Regions from separate parts of the Mus musculus genome. Here regions 1, 2 and 3 are each linked to region 4. The links are chromatin contacts, called in public Hi-C maps. All regions are on one chromosome and are shown on one strand. The core of a region is the stretch at or near the end of the contact, and the rest is flanking DNA. Distances in the headings are between cores, read along the strand shown.

Region 1 (3,239 bases), core at 732-3,231, 420 kb before region 4:
AGTGGATCATTGGCCAGATATTGTCCACGCAGCTAACAGGCAAATGGAGAGAAATTAAAACGAAGGAAGCTTGGCAGAATGTGGTAGCATGCTCTGGGCACTCAAATGAAGAAGACAGAGCTTTTTTATTGCCATGGAAACAGAGGGTCAGACTGGCAAGTCAACAAGGTAGTCTCAGAAGAGGCAAACTTGTTCTTTGCTGGCCTGCCCATCAGTTTTATTTCTAAGAACTACAGCCTGAGAGAAAACTGTGCAGATGTTGGTGAGTATGGCGTCATACTTTGATGCGGCTAAGGTAAGTAAACCAATGATCTAGGACGATTGCATTTTCGATGAAGTGCACATGATTTTAAAAATGGGGTAAAGAGAAAAAGAGCAGACAAAACTCCAACAATTTTAATTGAATCGTAAATGCAGTCGGGATTTGTCCCCTATCGACTCTTTATACACTTGTTTGCCTCTTTTTAAAAAAACGGTGCTGATGACGTCACATTCGGTAAATGGTGGCTTCAAGCCCTGGCCCACTCCTCTCCTCCTCAGTTTGGATTGCTGAGAGCGCCACAAGGCTGAGGCCATCCTCTAATTAAGGGCAGGATTAGCGCTCAATAGCCCATGTGTTGCTCTTGGTGGCTTTCAGCCCTTATGGTTTCTCGCTTCCTTATGGTCACTGTGGCCACCTAGAAATTCTTTTCAGGATTATAATAACCAGATCAGCTGCTGCAGCCTGGAGCCGGGCAGGACAAAGGGAGGCGGAGGGCACTCCCGCAGGGGACTGTCTGTTCACAGATCCCAGCGGGCATTTCGGGGTCACATCAAACAAAACCATCATGGAGCCCCATTGGATAGTGCTCCATTCCACAAGACCCGCTGCCTCCTACTTAAGGTCTGTGGGATATGCTCCAATAGGATGTACTTTTGCCAAAAGAAATACTAGCAAGATGGTGGGGGTGGGGTAGAAAATGACCAGGCCCAGCCTGAAGCAGACAGCTCTCCACTGAAATCGCAAAGTAGGTACAGGAGTTTCTTCTAGGATCTGTTTTTAATTCTGATTTGGGGAGAGGTCATTTTAATAACCACAAATGGGAAATGAGAGGGCATTTGTTTTATCCTGAAATGACAAGGGGCGGCTCCCTGATTCTGCTTTACTCCACAGACAGGTTTCTTCTGCCCCACGTGCCCAGAGACTGCATCTTGTGAACAGCTTTTTCCTAAGCAGCATCTGGTCCCTCTTGGGAGATTCCATAGACATTTTGTCTCTTTCAGATTTTCAATGGTGTCCTCTGTGGGCGGGAGGGGACCATCTGGCTAAGCGTCACCTGGCTGGCTGAGCCTGCCTAGCTACCCGCTGCTCACTGCTGAGCATTCCTCTACATCAAACAGCTATGGGACCCACCAGGGACCTGGCAGAGTAATAGACAATGGGCTACAGAGCTAGGAAGATGGTATCAATAATAATGCGTTTTATATAACAAACTGCCAATAATAATACTTTTATACAACAAACTGCACCACGTGACTTTAGAATAGGGACTTATCAGGAGCGTGTTACCTCCTCACCATGTGCACCCTCATGGCTTTATACAATTTATCACTGACTGTTTTGCTTCTGAAAGGGGCGGGGGGGGGGCGTCGGGGAGGAAAGAGTCATCTTTGCCTTAAAAAGACAATAGTAAGGAGGCACAAAGGTATGGGTTTCAGTAGACTGGAACTAAAGTGTATGTTTTAATCATTTAGTAAAGGGACTTTTTACAGAGAAGCAGTGTGTTTGGGGACAAGCACTGAGGGATTGTGGCATCCCGGAATTGTCACCATGCATGAGATGAAAGGGCAGCCAGAGAATGTTTATTGCAAACCAGGGAGATGGAGTTAAATGGGGAAGGACATCCTGGCTCGAACTGTGAACATTATTTGAAGGCTACAGCAAGGTGTGGCCAGCGGAGGGAGTAGGTGATAACTAGGCCTAAAATCCCAGCTTCCTCTCACTCTGTAAATCTCTCTCTGGCACCTCCCACTTGCCAAAGCAAGCAGCAGCCCTGCCCATTTCCCTTGACATCGAAAGCCTTTTACTCTTGAGACATTTGGCCTAAGGGCTTTTATCAGGGAACTATGAATGGCTCAAATGTCCTGCAAATGTACTGGGTAGCTGATGTACACCACAGCTAGCCTAAACCTTAACTGATGGGAAATAATAAATAAATCCACTATGCCACAACCCCCAACTTCCATCACCTCCTAGAATTCCTACATGATCTAGCAGCAGGGTGCCCACTGAGGGCTTGAATACTAACACATCCATCTCCTGGCTTGTACTTTCCCTGTCTCTCTTCCTTGTGCTTCTGTTGGTCCCTCCCATCAAATTCACAATTACCACTGTCTTTCTTATCTGAGATCACATCTCTGAGGATCCTGAGTGAAGGCAGAACCTAATGATCTCCTCCTGCTGGCTTTCCAGGGTGCATAACATGAAAAGAGGCAAAGGGAGACATGAGAGAAATAAAGTCTCTCAACACAGCCCATCCTACCCAACCCCCTACAACAAGCTAGCACTCACTCTCATGCCTGGCTAGCCACAGAGCATGCCATGTAGCTTGGAAGCAATTATTGAACTGTCTCCTCTCTCCTCTTCCCTTTCAAAATGCACCCCAGTCATCTGTTTAGGCTTTCTCCCTGTATATTGGGCTTTAAGTATAGGTGGGTCCCATGCCCCTAGATTTAGCCAAACTCAGATGAAAAATGGAGGAATTTTTTTTCTATAACCATCCATGCAGATTTTATTTGTCATTACTCTCTAAATAATATGTCATAATGACTGTTAATAAACCATCTATGTTTTATTAGAAGTTGCATGTAATATACAGATGATTTAAGACATACAGAAAAGTATGTGTAAATTACATATCAAAGTATGTGTTTTGATGAGGAACTGGACTAGCCTGTGTATTTTGGTATCCACAGAGGCTCCTGACATCAAGGGATAACTGAATTTACCTTACTTAATTGATGTCAGTTGCAATCTAGCCACATGGTAATGTGTACATGTATGGAAGTATTTTTTGTTTTGTTTTGTGAAGAAAGGACAAGATCCCACTGCAGGGGGCATGAGGGGCAGGGGAGAGTGGGAAGTGATAGATACTTGGGACAATGTGAAGAACTGATGGCAGAAAACCAGAGCTTGAAGACTTGCATGCACAGAAATGGGTTTTCATCCAAAAGTTAGAAAATGATAGGGGAATAGGATA
Region 2 (3,202 bases), core at 157-2,656, 340 kb before region 4:
CATGTACACAGTTTACTCTCTTTTTATCCTATGTGCCTTTCAACACTGTTCTGCAAACAGCTCATTAGACTCCAAAGATGATGATTGAGGTGGGCTTTGAGCCCAGTAAAATGAGATCATAAGGAAAACTGTAACTTGGTTTCCTTCAGAATCATCACCAGGAAGATATGATGGAGCTGTTGTGCACAGCAATGAGGACCACCTCCACTCCCCTCCCCTCCCTAGACTTTCTCTCTCTCTCTTTCTTTCTTTCTTTCTTTCTTTCTTTCTTTCTTTCTTTCTTTCTTTCTTTCTTTCTTCCTTCCTTCCTTCCTTCCTTCCTTCCTTCCTTCCTTTCTTTCTTTCTTTCTTTCTTTCTTTCTTTCTTTCTTTCTTTCTGTTTTTGTTTTGAAGACAGGGTTTCCCCGTGTAGCCTTCACTGTCCTGGAACTCACTCTGTAGACCAGACTGGCCTCAAACTCAGAAATCTGCCTGCCTCTGCCTCCCAAGTGCTGGGATTAAAGGTGTGCACCATCACACCAGGCTCTAGATTTTCTCTGTAGTATTAGAACACTGTTTTTCTGCTTAAGTTTATACCACTTCAACCTCTGCCAATTCCAAGAAGCCTCTTTATTTGCTGAAGAGACCATGACTACATGGGTCCAGAAGCAAATATGGGAAGGAAGACTCATTCATTCACTTCCCCACAGTGACTGGCATCATGACATAGACTGTGGTTCCAAATGATTCTCTGCCCACCTTGAAAGGAAGCCAAGGCCTAATTGGCCCCATATTCCAGTGGTCAGCAAGCCTTGGTAACCTCTGTAGACCTGATCATTAAAGAGGACAAACCTCATGTGCGCATCTCTGCCAGCTTTCCCCATGCCTATTGGTCTAGGTGCAAAATAAAACATAAAAAAAAAGGAAAACCAAAGGCTTGCTCATCTCCTGTGACTCTACAGGGGAATTCCAATCACACAGAGAACGCCCTGTCCCTGCTTCCCACCTATTTCACCCCACACAGGAGGAACAAGCCTAGGGGAAGAACTCATTTCCCTGTTCCACTATTTGTAAGCACATTTTCCAGATCACTTCTGACTTTTTGATTTCATAAGGCTTCTGCATCCAAAGGAGGTTGAGAATTGGTCTAACCTCACAACAGACTCCTTAGCTCCTTCTCAAAGGTAAAATGCTTATCTGCCTAAAGAAGAATGGAAATTTGCATGGCTGACAGTGAGAACTTCTGCCCTGTTGGCATACAAACAGGGCTTCATGCTGATGGCAGCTTTGGGGTAGGGGTGGGGGTTATTTTCTGCAGACCGTTATCAACAGGAAATCTAACTACAGCTAATGCAGCAGGACAGTTTGGCTAGGCTGTGGAAACAAATGTTTTAGAGCCCTTAAGATAACTGTCGCTCACCTTCCAGACTCATTAATCACTGGCAAGCTGAAGCCATCCAGTAAGGAGGAAGCAAAGGGGTGGGGGATGTGGAATATATGTCAAACAAATCATGCTCTTGTGCTAACATCAAAGATAGAAAGCTCTAGTGACATATAGAATATTAAGTCCCCTTTGTTCTGTGTGTGTGTGTGTGTGTGTGTGTGTGAGAGAGAGAGAGAGAGAGAGAGAGAGAGAGAGAGAGAGAGAGAGAGAGAGAGAACAGAGACTACCAAGAATCAGAAAAAGGGATGAAAAATAAAGACAGGAAGAGAGTTGGGCTTTAGGGTGCAGGCTTGTAATCTCAACGCCCGAAAGCATGAGGCAGGAGCATTACTGTGAGTTCCAAGGAAGCCTGGGCAACAATTTAAGACCCTGTCTCAAAAACAAAAACAGACAAACAAAACAACAGAGAGGAAGAGCTTGAGGCCTAAAAAAACAATGTGGCTCTATGATCCCAAACTGTAAACCGTGTCGCTTGATCCCTTTCATCTCACTCCTGTCTCTGGTAGGGGATTTATTACTGTGTCTGGAGGAAATAAGAGTAAGAAGCAGAAGAGACACCCAAAGAGATAAAACTACATATATACCCCTATATTTCTGCCTTCTTCCGAGAACAAAGCAAATACCGGAGTGCTCCGTCTTTTCTATTAATTTTTAAGAAACGTGATGTGGTTGTAATGCTTCCTAAACTAGTTTCCAGCCAGGATTTCCCAAGTGCATCTAATTGCCAACTTTATCAAAGGCTCTATCAGGTAAATGGTGTTCCACCTCCGCTGAGCCTGCTGAAGGTTGACACCCAGGACTTGTCAGGCAATGGATCACAGTGCTGGCATGGGGGCCCCTTGTTCTGGGTTCCTGCAAGAGGGTGACAGTAAATTATGACATCTGCCAGGAAGTTCTGAACAGGGCTGTGTGACCGGATACACCTACCCAACACATGAGGAAAGCTTTTAGGATGTGACTGGAGATGTGGCTGAAAACTCTTAAAGGGACAAAGAGCCTTTGTCCTCACAACAGTAAAGGAAGATGATTCCAGATCATGTACTTTACCCTTTCATGGCATTTAATGACCTATTTTGATGTTGGAGTGAGTTATGTTGCCTGGCAGTTGGAAAGTGTTCCAGATTTTTAGATTCTGCTTCTCCATCCTCTTACAGTTATTAAGAGAGCAGCCAGTATCCTGCTTTCTGTCTAAGATAAAGAAACTGATGATGAACCAGGCTAAGTGATGCCTTGACCTTGGCCAAAGGAAGTCAGAAAAAAAATGCCATAGTTCACTTCCAAGGCCCTCAGATGTCTAATCTTCATACTGTGAAGGCCTTTACCTTCTTCTTACCAAAGGTATTTTATTCATTGTAACTTAGGAACCATGCCTTATTATTACTATTTTTAAAAGCGTGGTTTTTTTTTCTTAATCCTTTACAGAACTTACATTAAAACTTAACATAAAAATATACAACAACAAGAAAATCTAGCACACATGATGAAAGGAAGCAAGAGACAAGTTATTATATTTTTCAGTGAATTTTCTCAAGGGATTTGTTCTAAACAATAGCAACAAATCCGAGACTGGGCTGGAGAGATGGCTCAACAGTTAAGAGTGTTTGCTGCTCTTTTTTTTTCCATTTTTTATTAGGTATTTAGCTCATTTACATTTCCAATGCTATACCAAAAGTCCCCCATACCCACCCACCCCCACTCCCCTACCCACCCACTCCCCCTTTTTGGCCCTGGCATTCCCCTGTACTGGCATAGTCTCACAAGAGACAGCTACATCTGGGT
Region 3 (2,995 bases), core at 214-2,713, 390 kb after region 4:
TCTGCAAGGGTAGTATACGCTTGTAACCAGTGAGTGACCTTTCCAGTCCTAACCCTAGTATTTTAATAAATGGGTACAAAAGCTCAAAACAATTTAACTTTCCAAAGTACAGGTTAGTTGTTGACATTTAGTCTAGGCTCTGCCCCACAGTTACCTGGCAACAGCCAGGTGTGCCTGACTCACTATAAAAGGGATTGCTTGCCACATCCTCTCTCTTGCTCTTCCTCCTGCTCCTTACCCCCTCTCTCCCCGTTCTCCTCCCTCTCTCCATGTGCTCATGGCTGGCCTATACTCCACCATCCCTCCCCTCCCCCTCCCCCCTCTGCCTTTCTCTCACCTCCCCTTGCCCAGCCCTGAATAAATTCTATTCTATACTATACCATCCTATGGTTGATCCCTCACAGGGAAAGGATGGTTCAGCATGGGCCCACAGAGGGACCCCTTCCCCAACACCTTATTACACCTCCACCATACATATTCCCTCTCTCTTTATCTTTTTATAAAACACAACATTAGTAATAAGGACATGACTGGTGTCAGCCGAAATTATTTTCACAATGTGATAAAAAAGGAATTCTACAAATAAAAATTTTAGTATTACAGAAATGCAGATAGATAGATAGATAGATAGATAGATAGATAGATAGATAGATAGATATACATAAATACAGCTAATAATATGAGTCCTTCCCTCATCTTTGAATACAGACACAGACTCTCCTACCAAGCAGCAGGGTCTCATCCCTCTCCTGGATGTGACACAACACAGTAGATCGACCAATGTGCCGGTTATAGAAAATGATCACCAAGTCCAGCAGCTTACACTTTGCATGTGTCCTTGTGGATGTCACTGTCACATGTAAGCAAACTAAAGCCAGTCCTCTAAATGATAAGATGTCATTTGAAAGCAGAAAGCTATCCTGGAAAGAACCGGGTGTGGTCTTGGGTTCTGTATCCCAGTTATTAAGTGTATGCATCCAAGTGAGTGACTCCAGGCGACACCATCCAGCTGTGTCTTTCCTCTCACTGTGTAATTTTTCTTAGTAGGTAACAGAAGGTAATGGAGGTTACCGTCCCTTGTCCCTAACCAGCAATCAGTACTGAGAAGTAAAATCTAACTCTGCTGACTGCTAATCACAGCTGCATGGCACTGTAAGCAGCCCAGGCTGGAAACTGACAGGACACTGAACAGACTGACAGGCCACAGCAGCCCATTCAGAAACAGATCAGAAACGTTGATCATGATATTCAACTTGGTCATGACAAGGCTATGCAGAGTGTACCAGCACTTCTGTTTCACTGTATTGCTTTTAAAGTTTGACACAATTTCTCACTACAAACTCCCTGAGGAGAGAGGAAGATGATCAGGCTTGCCTCTGTCTCAAATGCCTCACCAGGACTCTGCAAGCAAAGACAAATAAAGACTTGGTAACTGAAACCTCACATATGAAAAGAATTAGACTAGTCCTCACTCCAAAAAGTTACGAGAGCAAGAACAAATAAGAACTGAAGGCCAAGTCTCTCTACTGCACAGAACATCACTGTAAAACAATTACTGAGGGCTCCATGGCACACATAGAATGTTATTTTTCCAAACACTTTCGTAGCATTATACCTTTCATTATTAATTTGATATGAAAAAACCCAGTGAGACAGATAATCCTGTTATTTCTATCTGTAGATAAAGAGGGGGCTGCTCCAAGAATTAACATGATTTCGTGTCATTTTATAAGTGAAACCACAAGATGAACTCAGGAATCCTGGGTAAAATCTAATGTTAGTTTCACATTCTAGTATTCTTTCCTCAAAAACCTAATGATCTAAATTTCAAGAAGTGACTGGGAGGTGGCTCAGTGGATAATGTGATTGCCATCCAATAATGAGGACCTGAGTTCAGATTCCTAGGACCCATGTAAGGTGAGGTACAGTAGTGTGGGTCTATAACCACAGCTCTTTCAAAGCAAGACAGGAGACACAGAGAGAGAGAGAGAGACAGAGAGACAGAGAGAGACAGAGAGAGACAGAGAGACAGAGAGAGACAGAGAGACAGAGAGACAGAGAGAGACACAAAAGAACTGCTGAAATTCAGTCTAGCTAGTCTGGCACATGCAGGGGGGAACTAGAAACACAGTCACAAAGTGGAAGATAAGGACCAAACCCCAAGGCTGTCCCCTCTGATCTCCAACTAGTGCACATGCATGTGCATACACACACAGAAATAAATTAATTTCAAGACATGCTATAAAATAACCTACAGAAGCAGGCACAAATGACAAAAAATTTATAGAAATGACATCATGAACAAGATGCCAATACTAGTACATAACAGAACAACAATATGAACTAACCAGTAACCCCCCCCCCCGCCCCAGCTGGTGTCTCTAGCTGCATATGTATCAGAAGATTGCCTAGTTGGCCATCATTGGAAAGAGAGGCCCATGGGTCTTGCAAACTTTATATGCCCCAGTACAGGGAAACGTCAGGGCCAAGAAGTGGGAGTGGGGGAGGAGGGTATGGGGGACTTTTGGGATAGCATTGGAAATGTAAATGAAGAAAATACATAATTAAAAAATTAAAAAATAAAAAAATAAAACAGATAATAGATTTTTCAAGTAATGAAAACTGGGGTGCTTGACCTGCTATCTGCTTTACCAGAATCTTCATGATGTCATACTTTTGTGAAGCACACAGTAGAGCATTCTTTTCTAATGTCACACAAATATCGCATGTAGGTATATGCACATGTGTGAGTACAAAGGGTTGTCAAATAACTATATAAATAACAAATAGCAGCCAAATGACAAAGAAGTCTTAAGATCAAAGTACTGTCACATGCTACTCACATGTGACAGAATGACACATGCAGAAGCCTAATTTCCTGTATTACTTAATGGCTATGTTCTGTAAGGTACTCCAGGAGAAATATCTAAGAGAGTAAGTAAGCACTATGCATATTTAGACTGTATGGGTAATGAGGACATGGCTGCACACTTAA
Region 4 (3,327 bases), core at 298-2,797:
ACAAACATATCTACTGCCTGCAACAGCCTGTGCTACACAAGGTCTTCTAAAGCATGAGCTGAGGCCTTCAGCCTAAAGATGCAGATATAAGATGTTTCCTTATAAAATACCTGAACAGTTTTGGACATTTTTTTCTGCAACAAATGATTAAGAAGTTAGTGCCATAGAAGCAGCTCTCAGGAGCAGGGGAGATATCTCAGGGAACAACGTGCTTGCTCTGCAAGCATGAACACCCAGGTTAATCATGAGTAAGGGACCTGATATAGTTTGCATTTGTAATCCCAGGATCCCTGGGACCCATTGGCCAACCAGCCTAGTTCACCTAGGACCTCCTGGAGACTTCTATCCAGATCTATGAGAGATCCTGTCTCAAAAGACAAAGCAGATAGCACATGAGGAACTACATCAGAGGAATGTTGGTCCCTCTTGACCTCACACACAGGTTCACATGCACTCTGTGTGTGTGTGTGTGTGTGTGTGTGTGTGTGTGTGTGTGTGTGTGTGTGTGCCTGAACTCAATAATTAATGGATGTTGTATACATTCTTTTCTTAATCTTTCTTTCCCCTGAAGTGAGCCCGCTAGGCAACATGTTTTCGTGTGATTTCCAGAGTTCAGCAGTGGTGTTAAACTCCTCTAACACACCTCAGCAAATAGCCTAGTAACCTAACTGCCTTCCTTTACCTGTGTCTGGGTTTTCCAGTTCTCTGTCACAGTTTCCAAAGATTATTCTCAAATAATCAGTGTATCAAAGCCTAGCTCTGGGGAAGCAAAACCAAGACTGAGTATGTAGCCCATTACAGTACACTCCAGGCATATAAATTTCTCCTAAAATCATCTAATTAGCAAATGAACAAAATAGGAACATTTTAGTGTGTATTCACCATAAAAGCAGAGACATGAATGCGTTTCAGGGGTGGGGGAGAGGGGGTCCTATCACCCTTTCTCATCTGTCATGTTACTGAGTATCACATTTTGGTCAAATAATACCATATCAAGCCCCGGCAGTGCTTCCCCAGGTGTCACATGCATTCACACCTTTGTGTCCCCCTGCATACCATTCTCCAAAGTGAGAATGACCTCTCGACTCTTCAACATGTTAAAATTGTACAGATCCTGCTGGGAAGATAGCTCTGCAGTAGCGCATTTAAGTAGCATAAAAGGAGCCCTGGGTTCAATTCCCAGTACCATAAGAAGGCAGACCTGACTCAATTTTGCCTCTTCGGTGGCATCTCTTATGTCATAGCTAAGATAATCCAAGCACATGAAAAACCTGTAATTCACAACTCAACACTTAATCATAGACGTTTGCACATGTTCTAACTATCGTATGCATTGTCGTCGTGTCTCTCTAATTAAAGTTGACTCTCCTTGCGAGTACTAATCACACCCTGTACCTCCATGGGCTTTCCAGTGCCCAAAGCAATGTAGCTCACACACTTACTTTTCAGTGGATGATTTACGCTTTTCAGTAATAAAGCACAGCCTGTGTATGGCCTGCGGTAATGAATCATCTTTAATGGTCTTCAGAAAGGTCTCTTCCCTCCGCAAACTGCCTGCAGACAGGGTTATCTGGAGCATCCTTCTGGATGATCCTTTCCAGGCATTCCGAAAAGGCAACTGGCCACAACAACACCTTGGTTTCTGTACACAATTTCTCCTCCTGGCTTTCAGGGAATCATAAAACATAATGCTTCTCACTCGTAAGTAAAGAGAACTTACTTGTAATTTTGATGAAATGATCCGAGGAGTGACTGAAGTCTTTTTCTCTCTGCTGTGATTGTTACCATTATAAATAGACAACCATTAAAAGGATCAAAGCAGGAAACCTTTTAAAGGCTTACCCCAAGGCCTGATGCCCTCCCCACTTTATTTTTCTTAGCCTTAATGCTTAAGGAAAACAAACACTTATCGGTGTGTACGCATGATGTTTATCCCTCCATCTGCAGGGGGGGGGGGGTGGCAGTGTTCCAAACCCTGAGACAGTTCACTAGAGCGCCTAGTGAACTAAGGTCAGCTCTCTTCTCTACTGTATCCATCCAGTTATCCCCAGGCCCAGTGTGGATCTCATTACTGCCACTTGGTTTGCCAACTCACAAACCACCCCAAGTCCCTTTAGAAACAATCTATTTGATGGCAATTACGAAAGAGGAGAGTACTTCCTGTTTTGCTCAGGAACTGCCTCGCAGCCACTCATACCAGAGCGACTCCAGCAAGGTCTGGTCTTTTTTCTGTGTGACTGAGCCATTTCCCACCTCACCTTGCTCAGCAATGGCTGGCAATGTCTCGAATGCCTCTCAAGGTTCTGCCACAAGGTTTTTCAGCTTCTGCCAAGTCATCCCTTGCCAATGCAAAGCTCAAGGACCCTGTTAAGCTTGGAGGTCCCTGAATGGCCCCAGGAGAAGACATGAGCACTTCTTGACGATTTCTCTACCCCCTTCTACAGTAAAGCAAATGGAGGAAGTAGCTCTACACGCCAGCCTAACATACACACACACACAGCGCCTGTCCCTGAGTTTTGGCATTTTGGGCACTTACACTGGATGGAGCACATGACCGGAGAAAGCACGTCTATGTCAGATGGTGCTTCAGTAGGGATCTGATTCTGAATAGTGTCTTAGTATATCCGCTGTCCAAGTGCTTCTCAGAGTCCAGTTACTGAAGTCTCCCAAGTGCTTGACCATGAAGCACTCCCTAATGAGTCTATAAAACAAGCAGCAGTTGGGAACAGAATCCAGGTTCACTTAAACCAAATTGAACTCCGTAGGCAGGGGCTTTCCGTGATTATGATAAGCATGGAACCAATTTCTATTTTTGCTAAAAATTCTCTCAAAGGGCAAAAGTCATGAAAAAAAGACTAAGGTTTCAAGTAAAACTGTGTTTTGCATTTGCATAGACTGCATCTCTTTTTAAATATTACCCTCATATTCATTATTTGATTTGATTCAAAAATAATAGAATGGCTTTGTAGTTAGTAATGCTTTTTCTATACGCCTGAATAAACCCTGCTTTACAGATTCACTGGCTTTAGAATTGAACACATTATGTGCTCTCCATTATTTCTCTACTTTCATATCTATTACATGTAGAGATTTTGTGTTTTCCTCATACTTCTACATATAAACATATACATATATCTCATATAGCATACAGTATACATATACAATGTCTAGAGCTAATTCAATGTAAGGCAAGTATTAAATAAATTATCATTCCAGTATTGGAAATAAGAAAATAAAAGATTAACAGATTTTATCTTTGCCCTAAGAAATACTTCAAGGAAGCCAGAGCTAAGTAGGGTTCTTCCATAGCAGAGCCTGAGACAAACA

The links. Hi-C and Micro-C count contacts between places; a contact is called where the count stands out from the background.
Region 1: a Hi-C map of the N1E-115 cell line shows a contact between it and region 4, with 6 times the contacts expected there. The contact joins two enhancer-like sites. A contact is called at or near these places in 1 of 15 datasets of contacts at CTCF or cohesin (the NIH/3T3 cell line) and 3 of 484 Hi-C or Micro-C datasets (the N1E-115 cell line, cochlea and nephron progenitors).
Region 2: a Hi-C map of the N1E-115 cell line shows a contact between it and region 4, with 4 times the contacts expected there. The contact joins two enhancer-like sites. A contact is called at or near these places in 2 of 484 Hi-C or Micro-C datasets (the N1E-115 cell line and nephron progenitors).
Region 3: a Hi-C map of the N1E-115 cell line shows a contact between it and region 4, with 3 times the contacts expected there. The contact joins two enhancer-like sites. A contact is called at or near these places in 1 of 484 Hi-C or Micro-C datasets (the N1E-115 cell line) and 1 of 115 datasets of contacts at active chromatin or transcription factors (bone marrow-derived dendritic cells).

Annotation. Positions count from the first base shown.
Region 1 is chr2:137,728,138-137,731,376 of GRCm38.p6, reverse strand. No RefSeq gene overlaps it. Among named protein-coding and RNA genes, the nearest start is that of Gm14064, 66 kb to the right of the region's middle. Within about 2 kb of position 1,981, at least 25 of the 459 cell types and tissues checked have an H3K27ac peak or open chromatin away from gene starts, as enhancers often do. A contact at or near this core is called in the N1E-115 cell line, where this site is marked.
Region 2 is chr2:137,642,570-137,645,771 of GRCm38.p6, reverse strand. No RefSeq gene overlaps it. Among named protein-coding and RNA genes, the nearest start is that of Gm14064, 19 kb to the left of the region's middle. Within about 2 kb of position 1,406, at least 16 of the 459 cell types and tissues checked have an H3K27ac peak or open chromatin away from gene starts, as enhancers often do. A contact at or near this core is called in the N1E-115 cell line, where this site is marked.
Region 3 is chr2:136,915,124-136,918,118 of GRCm38.p6, reverse strand. All of the region lies in intron 2 of Slx4ip (SLX4 interacting protein), which reads right to left. Among named protein-coding and RNA genes, the nearest start is that of Slx4ip, 24 kb to the right of the region's middle. Within about 2 kb of position 1,463, at least 27 of the 459 cell types and tissues checked have an H3K27ac peak or open chromatin away from gene starts, as enhancers often do. A contact at or near this core is called in the N1E-115 cell line, where this site is marked.
Region 4 is chr2:137,306,496-137,309,822 of GRCm38.p6, reverse strand. All of the region lies in intron 3 of Gm14055 (a long non-coding RNA gene), which reads right to left. Among named protein-coding and RNA genes, the nearest start is that of Gm14055, 21 kb to the right of the region's middle. Within about 2 kb of position 1,547, at least 4 of the 459 cell types and tissues checked have an H3K27ac peak or open chromatin away from gene starts, as enhancers often do. A contact at or near this core is called in the N1E-115 cell line, where this site is marked.